Regions from separate parts of the Drosophila melanogaster genome. Here region 2 is linked to region 1. A link is a contact called in public targeted proximity ligation data. All regions are on one chromosome and are shown on one strand. The core of a region is the stretch at or near the end of the contact, and the rest is flanking DNA. Distances in the headings are between cores, read along the strand shown. Region 1 holds the start of CG42673. Region 2 holds the start of LanB2 (Laminin B2).

Region 1 (4,753 bases), core at 1,419-3,918:
GTTCATCAAGTTTTCAACAAGTTCTTACCACTTGCGCCTGCTAGCTTCTTCATTATGCTCCTACATTTTCCCTCAATTAAGCAAGTTTAATGTGGGAAAATGCGAGTGAGGAGTGAGAAAAGCACTGAATGAGTCAAGTGCGAGCTGCTTGAGGAGCGTGTCGCATTAATTTTCACGCGAGTGCATATTTGATTTTCCCTTTTTTTTTTTATTCATATTTCACTCGTCTGCTCTTATTTCGTGCTTTTGCATAAAGTCGAGACATACTTTTCATTTCCTGCTCCTCGGAGTCGTCATCGTTGACATGCATAAAGTTGCGATGAATTGTTGCTTGGCATAAATTTTGCCACACGACCTCCTTTCCCGAGGACTCAAGGATATTTCAGTAGCTGTGCAACACGGCGTATGCGTAATGTAACATTAATTGTATTTATTTGCTTTGCTGATTGATTTCTCCGGCTAAGACGGATTTAACGGCCTACAACTTTTCCCCAGGAGGCTAGCGCTAGACAATTTGGTTTATCAAAGTCATTTGGCTTCTGGCCTACAGGCAGCCACGCCCACATAAATTAACGCAGACTTAACGAAGCGTTAACACAAAGGACAAGGACGAGAGCATCGTCCCCCAAAAAAAAAGCAGCTGCCAAACTCAGGACTCCGTGCGACAATAAATTTATTGGTTTCATCCTGAAGCTTATCAAGTTCGCCTCGTGTCTGCTCATCTTGTTCATCGCACAACATGTGCAGTAAATTTTTATGTCAAATGGCTTTTGCCTCCATATCGTAATATAATTTATGCAGAAAATAATGAGCGTGCTTTTAGGCGCTGCTCGAATGGCAAAAGATGTGTGTGTGTGGATGTGCGTTGGGAAAAGTTATTAATTGATTTGGCTTTAAACTTGCTCACTCGATGGTTCATCCTTGAAAAGTTGGTCGAAAAGGTGGGCGGGAAAATGGAAAAGTTTTTTTTTTTTTTTGTATTCGTAACCACTTGAAACCCGAAGCCGTATCCTTGTTGATGGGATTGCCTAAGTAGGGTTGCTTAAGATTTTTCGACAATGTGTTAAGTGAAAATTGACACAGGCCACAGGGGGAAAACTTTCCATGATTGAACGGCTTTCGGGAAATGGCTTTAAAGGATCTGTGACTCGGGAGCATTTTAAAGTTTTGCCTGGCCGCAAAAGTTGGCCACGTTAAGCTGTGTGAAATTGTTCGCCGTTTTGCGGGCGCCATTTTCAGTTGTGCGCTTTTTTAATTAAAAAAGTAGTGAACTAGGGGGGGGGGAGGGGGTTAGGGTTTTGGTATCTGAATACAGCGACAGCCATTTGAACTTGTTCCTCGCCTGTTTTAATTTCCAATCTCTATTCCTGTGCCACTGTTGCAGAAACTCTGGACAAAAAAGTAATTAAAATACTGCAAATATTTGCCCAGTTCGAATGCATTCTCTTTGCATCTCGGCCAAGTCGCGCTCGAATCCTTGACCGCATTCCGTATCCTGGCACATCCTGGCATCTAATGCGGCTAAATGGCAAAAGTATGGAGGCATCCGTATCCTTGCTTCATCTGTCTGCGTTCCGTGTTCGTTTGCCTGACAACCGGGCCGCATCCTTTTCGAGTTTGCCCTTGTTTGTCATCCTTTCTGCGGTCTTCTCAGCTTTGGCCCTTCATATGATTGCGGCTTCATGCTTTTGCATATTTTCCCATGAATACAATTTCTGCACCCACACGAACACAACCGCACGCACAGGATACGCTGGAAAAGGACGAATTATGCGTGAATACTGGCAGATATGCCAACTGAGTTGTCAACAAGCTCGAGTTGTGGCTGCCTCCAAAACCACCGATATATTAGGTTACTTTCGGTATGCCGTGAATTTAGTTGTCTACCTTGATTCGGGACAATTTAGAGGGTCCCCGGTGGACTTTGCTGATAAACGTCTGTGCTAAGAATGGCAATTTGTTAGGATATTCTAGTTGGAAAGGGTTAGTATAGGTATTTTTTGGCTTTCAAGATTCATGCTTTAATAAAAATAAACGTAAGAATAACATAACGTAACATAAATTTGATTTCAGCGTAAAGAACTTAACGTAGAAAAAAGGAAGTAAAGAACTATTTGCCTACAAGGGATAACAGCAGGTGTTTCATTTCCTACTGGGAACTACTGTTTTGTTAGTTTAGTTTGCTTGCTTTAATATCTTTTTTCAATAATGCAATTACAATTTAAATTTTAAATAGTTGGTGTTTCAATTTTAAATCCTTTTCCCATGTTTGCCCAACCAGACTCCTCAATAAAAGCCCTTGTTTGACAATGTTTGACCATGTTTACCCTGTGGCTGTCTTCACATCTTCACAAGGCGACTGGAAGAGAGCCACAGACTCTGGCCGCACAAAAACCAAAACAGAGAAACTTGGCCAAAACGCTGGGCCATGCTTCCCCGCGCACTCCACCAGCCCCTTTGGCCAACTCTGTGGAAAATCATCAGCGAGCACGTGTATTTGAGACGATTTGATTGGCCAACGGCTTTCGCTTTTCGTTACCGCAGAGAGCGAGCATTGCCGAGCGCAAACTAAGAGCGTTGGCTAAGAGAGCGACGAAAACTGGTTTGCCCGAAAAGCACCCTGTATACGCCAGAGTGCTTTTCTGCTAAACGAAACGGCCGAACTGCCGCAGTTGTTGTTCGGCGTTCTTTGTGGTCAGACACCAGCGTATACGTATACGCAACGTCATCGTTTTTGTCTGACGTCGCTTCGAAAAGCGTGAAAAGTTCTGAAGTTTTGAATACCGGTTGTATTCTAAATCTAAATCTAAAAGTAACGGTCGCATATCGGTTTCGTCGTTGCACACGCACGTAATTCGAGTCAATCTCCGTTAATATTTAAAATTCAAAAACATACATAGCCCACCCCCATCCATAAATACATAAGGTACTAAGCTATTGGTATTCTTATATCCATATTTATCGTGCGCTGCATTCTCGAAAACGGGTTTTACGGCATTCCCAATTCAATTCTGCACTGGCATTTTTTATGTTCGTGACGAAAGTGAAGTTCTACCCGATCATAATCTAAGCATTTCCGTTTCGAAAGCAAGCAAGCAAAGAATAAACGGTGATTTGCAAAAAAAAAAATGGCATAAACAGTGTAAAGCAGCAGACTGGCAAAAAAGTTATTTAATATTCATTCCCGTGGTAGGACAAAAATCTTCCACAAACAAACATAGCAACAAGTCGGCGCCAACTCTCGCACTAAAAAAAATAGAAAGAAAAAACCAAACTCAAACAACGCTGTGTTTATTAACATTCAGCTGAGAGCTTTGGATAGGTAGAAAAGCCTCGTCTTCCGAGAATTGGCAGTTAATTTTCGAAATCACCAAGCGGGATTAAGAAAAAATATAAAAGAACCGAAGACGAGCCGAGACCTGTTAAATACCCGTAGGTGTTCACTGTGCGCTTGTGTGTATGCGTGTGGTATCTGTGAAACTAAATACTCGAATAAACAAGAAAAAACTTATAGCGGTGAGTCCTCACTTTCCGATGACATTCGAGAACTATTCGAACCACCCACGCCGCCAAAGAAATGGAAAGTTTTTCGCTTAGACTCTGAAAAAAAAACTAGTGAAGATGAGAATTTTTCGCAGGTCGCAGCTAAAAAACTGATTACGCGACGCTTTGCGTTCTAGATACATTTTGGGCTGCAGTGCAGATCTGGCGAGATATTAGTTGAATGTGTGCCAAAATGAAACGCGGAATACGGCCACCAGCGTGTTTATTATTTTTATAATTTATTGCCCAACAATAACAGCAATACATATGCATATAAATTATATACATTTGTTTTTTTTTCGGTACGAAAACTGTTTGATTGCCGCTTACAACGCAGCATTCTGATTCTGGTGAAATGCATCTGCAAGATACACACGAATGCAGACTGACACGGAAACCGGCGAGGCAAACGCATAATAAACGATAAATTTCAGGGCAATGACAAAATTGCTGATAACTGACCCACCAACATTTCGATTGTCTGCTCTCCCCACTCTTTGTTTGATCATTAATATCTTTTAGTTTGAAATATGCTTACTATGGCAAAGTTCGGTTTCAAGGTTAGTCCAAGTCTTTAGAGCTATATTTTATGGTATCTTGGGGCTTAAAACGCTTAGCTAATGATCCCCAAAGTGAATGAATTTCCCGAAAAAAGTATAAATTCAATTCTAGCCCCTCGCCATTCCCAGTTGATTTGGCAATCGTTGTTTTGCCCAACAGATTTATGTTTGATTTTTTTTTTTGGTTTGGACCAAAATGATTTTGTTGAGGTGCGTTGCGGAAGGGGATGGGGTTGGCTGAGTGGCCGCCTGCTGCTATTTATAGGCGCTCAACAAACATACACACACACACACACACGCACACACACACGTCCATTCGCTCTTCGAACAAAATGTATCTTATAGATACACAGGCAAAAAGTTTTGCATCGCCCAGCCGACTTCTCTGCTTCTTCCCCAGATGTCTGGCATGTCTGCCTCATAAATATATGTATGTGGCCAAAACGACAATGGCGAGACACACCGAACAGAACAATCCAGTCGGCAGATCGGGATCTTCTGGCCATCTACCGAGTTTCTAAGGCGAAGCAAGTTGCCTTTTTTTTTCTACCCCGTCTCCGGCAGGCAGTTAGTTTCTGTGAAATCGAAAACAAGATTGATGCCTTCGCAGCCGGGACTTTCTTGGCCAAAACGGAGACAACGCAGCTGGC
Region 2 (4,204 bases), core at 331-2,830, 68 kb after region 1:
GCCTACACACCGCCACCACCACCATCAGTATTGTCCAGCGTGTCCAGTTCGACGGCCTTGGAAATGCCACCTACTCCGGAACCGGAATCTCCAACGCCCAGTGCACCACTGCACTTTGGCAGCAGCACATCGTCTCGTGCGCCTTCCAAGCCACCAAAGCCTCCAATGGTTCCCGCATCCGCCACTGCTCCAACGGCCACCATGGATGACCTGGAGGAACTGGACACAGCCGGTCCTATTACATTTCCCAGGCGCAGCGATTCCCATCGCCGTCGCACTATGAGACAGGATTCACAGAGCTCCATTTGGTCGGATAATATACCCACTATTACTATAAGCACCACCGGCAGCGATGAGTGCATTGTGGACGCAGCTGCTCCACAAAATGGGCTTCCCGACCCGCGGAGTGCTTCCCCGGAGCCCACGGTCAACATTATAAGGATTGACATTGAAAATGAGCATGAGAAATGATGTACCAAGCGAAGAAGTGCCTTGAACACCAGATTGTCTTCTTGAATAAACATATTAGCATTCTTCCTACTTCACTTACTATTTAGCTTGAATCTTGTTCTTCAGAATATAAAAAGAAACCTTTCGATCCTTACGAAATAATGATGTTTCATTCATTAGCTTATTTCCGTAATAAATAAAAATAAACCACTCTAAATTGCACTTAATTTATATGTGTATTTTTTTCACTTTTAATATTAATTGCTTGAAATCAAATTTATAATCCGTTCACGGGAAATTAAATGACGCGCCAAGTTCAGTATTGGAAAACACTATTGCAAGCAGTGGATGCAAGCAGTATGCCAGCAGTTCGAAAAGTGTCCACACTTTTGGGGCGCCACTAAGGTAAAATTTTAAGTTTAAGGAATTTGAACAGGAAAATTTAAATCTGGCTCAAAAAAAAAATAATTACAAATTTCGTACCATAAATATTATATACAGACGTTGATGTGAAATTTTTCTTTATTTCGAACTGAAAAAAACATGTGTAGATTACAATAAAAAATTTTAGTACTAGCTTAAATTGCTTATCCCAAATAAATAATAGTTGGCTAAATTTTTTAAAAATGATCACAAACTTAAATTTTTATGCTTCTTCAATGAAACCGAAAGTGCGGCGACGTTTGTGGTACATTAACCTCCTTATCAGCTGTGCCAGCGATAACCTGCTAACTCCAATAACTACAAAGTAAGCGGAAAGTAGAGCAGAGAGTCCAGCTCTCACAGCCTCCCCGCCCAGCCAAAAATCGAGGCAATTATGTAGAGAAGAATCTTTCGAGCAGACTGCTGTTTAAATATTTGCGCGCCCACATGAGCAATTAATGGAATTCGTACGAAAGAGCCAGGCAATTAAATCGCAACACACTTCCATAAGGAAGATCATCGCAACTGGAGAGCTTTGAATAGTCCAACTCCCGGCCGCAAGTACTCCAACCAGATCCGACTGCCCTCTCACAGTTTCAGATACAGATACAACACACAATCACAACATACAGATACAGATACTGAGCGCAGAGTACAGAGTTTCACTCAACGAGCGATGATCGTTGGGCTTCGCATTCATTCCTCGAGAGTCAGTTGAGCATTGGACGTCCTCGTTAACGGTTGCCTGCGTCTTCTGAGCGACGAAGTAAGTGGTGCTGGTGGAGCTGCTGCATCTGTTGGCACCGAATCCACATCCACATCCACTCGTGTCTCAAGTCTTCTCGGTCACCTAATATTTGTTTTTTCGTTGTTTCGACTTGTTGTTGCTGCCTTTTAACCAGCCAGTTAAGAAAATGCAAAGAAAAGCCCCCACCTAGATAAAAAAAAAATGAAACATAAAAAGTATCTCGCATGTGACGGAGTGTTTCCCGTGAGGTTCTTGCCTTCGAGGTGCCGATACAATTACACGTAAAACGAGGCAACACAATCCCAGTTCAAAACGCCAGTCAGCAGAAATGCAACTTGGCAGCGAAGTGTGCACTCAAGTTTGGAAAACTGCATTTAATATTAAAATGGAATACGGAATAATAATAGTAGAGAAATATATTTTGGAAAATCGCCGAATAGTGCCATGTGTTACTCGACGAACGGTCACAGCGGAAAATGTATCTACCATATAAATATAGCCGATAAATAAACGAAAATAACGCAGTTGCTGCGCCCTCTGTGCATCCGTGAGATACAAAACGGAGTTCGTAAAAGTATCTGAGAGGTTTTTGAGTGCTTTCCTCCGATTTCCCTCTACCTGCTGCTTTGTGCGTGAGAGTGTGAATGTGAGTGTGTGTGTGTTGTGCCGATGAAGCAGTGGATAAAAACAAACCAAGCAATAAAGATACAGGCCAAAAGGTGCAAACAAAAACGCAGTTCAGCCATATAAAAAACCACGACTTGGGCTATAGTCTTTATATAGAGTGTGATATCAGCTAGTTCGTAGCCCCAAATTCTTATCGCCAAAGGAACTCGTGTTCGTGTTCATAGGCGCGTATCTCGTCTCGGCTCAAGACCCAGTCTATATACAATACTCCCGTTATGTGCAGCATGCGATCTGAAATCTGAATGGAGCGGATGTTCATTCCGACCATATATAGAATGTGGTGTGTGTATGTGTGCGCGGGGTGTAAGTTCCAGTATCAGTATTATGTGATTGGATGGACTGAACTGAACTCTGCGCAAAGGGTTCATCTGAAAGTCGGCCGCCCTGACAACAGATTTCGTATAGTTTTCGAACCGTAAAGAGCCCAACGGCTGATAAGACAGACCATTCAACAAAAGCGGGAAATAAATGGGTGCCATTGATAAACATAGGACTTATGTGCAAACAATTAATATAACTCAACAAAATTTTGGCTGTGTACTGTTCGTGATTCGGTGTTTAAAAATAAAACGAATCTAACCCTGATTCGGTTTGTGATTTCGAGCAGACAATGCTTTTGGAATAGAACGAGCCGGCATTTCTAGGAACTTATATTCATATTCGGACTGGGATCCACGATATCGGTATCACTGAATGAAATACCAGAATGAAATACTTCTCTATAAGTTCCTTCAGCTGGATGATGTCTTGAATTCCGCATCTCACCCACGAGAACTGGTATTTTCCTGTATCCAAGGGAATCTTTGAGTTTGCTCTCATATTGCATTCGTTTTCAGAGGATGTGATATCATCTTGCCGCAAATACTGGGCAAATATTTGCTAATTAGTGCCTCTACTTAACTGAATTCATAGAAAAGACACACATGAATCTTAGAGCTTGGATCTGCAGAATCTCAATTAATCCAACCTTGCAACTAGTGCAGTGCTCATAAATACTAAGAACTAAAAACCTCATTACTAATTGTGGCGGTTGCAGCTCAAAGTTGAGAATGAGAATGAGTTGAGGAGTAGATGAAATCATCGCATAGAATTACTTCAAGTTACCGAATAGCAAAGATACGCATGGTGGGCAGTACAAGCACATATATATGTACTTCACTCGACTGGAGCTCATGCTCGAGCGTTTATTTATGTCTCTGCTTGTTGTTTAAAATTTTCATTTGCAGTTCTCGTTTTGTTTACCCGAAAAGCAAATGAACTCATTGCCGGCCTGGCCACTAAAGTTTATTTTTCAAGCGATTTGCTCGGCGAACTAATTAAAAATCGGCCCCGGAACATGGAGCAATATGTGGCACACATGTTCTGCGATTTGGTTATATCTAAACTGATTCATAATCTCGTGCATTTTCCAGCATATGAAGTCGCTCAGGCACACCAACAAGAATAGGATTTCGTAATGAATTGACGAGCGAGACACCAAAGTACAACCTCGAAGGAACAACCCACCAGCCCAGAGAGCCACACAGACTTTGGAATTTCTCCACTCGTCCTAGTGACACCCAAGCCCACCTGTAGCCCAACGAGCCACCCAAAACCGAACCCACCATGAAGCGCAGCCGGTGGAGCCACAGTGGCTCCTCCACGGCTCGACTCCTGCTGATCGGAGTATTGTTCGCCAGCTGTTCCACCGCCATCCTGGGTGCCCAGCGTCCCCCCATCAACTCCGCCGGAGGTCACGAACTGCGCGGAACCACCTTCATGCCGGCCCTGGAGTGCTACGATCCATACGGCAGGCCACAGGTAAGGGACTAGCACTCGGAGCCACTGTTTACCCTCATTGTTTGTCCACAAACCAATTGAGAAGAATTGAGAATTAGTGGTCGGGCATTCAGCTTT

What was found.
Region 2: a contact with region 1 is called in a targeted proximity ligation map of the Kc167 cell line, with 5 times the contacts expected there. A contact is called at or near these places in 30 of 107 Hi-C or Micro-C datasets (the Clone 8 cell line, the Kc167 cell line, the ML-DmBG3-c2 cell line and 10 more) and 4 of 7 datasets of targeted methods (the Kc167 cell line and the S2 cell line).

What each region holds. Positions count from the first base shown.
Region 1 is chr3L:9,544,552-9,549,304 of dm6, forward strand. CG42673 reads left to right here and starts at 2,669. Exons shown (of 10, transcript NM_001202149.2): 1 at 2,669-2,926.
Region 2 is chr3L:9,613,334-9,617,537 of dm6, forward strand. LanB2 (Laminin B2) reads left to right here and starts at 1,581. Exons shown (of 10, transcript NM_079282.2): 1 at 1,581-1,639; 2 at 3,721-4,108. The coding sequence starts at 3,914. Tmc (Transmembrane channel-like) reads left to right here. Exons shown (of 19, transcript NM_001316433.1): 19 at 1-668. The coding sequence ends at 471.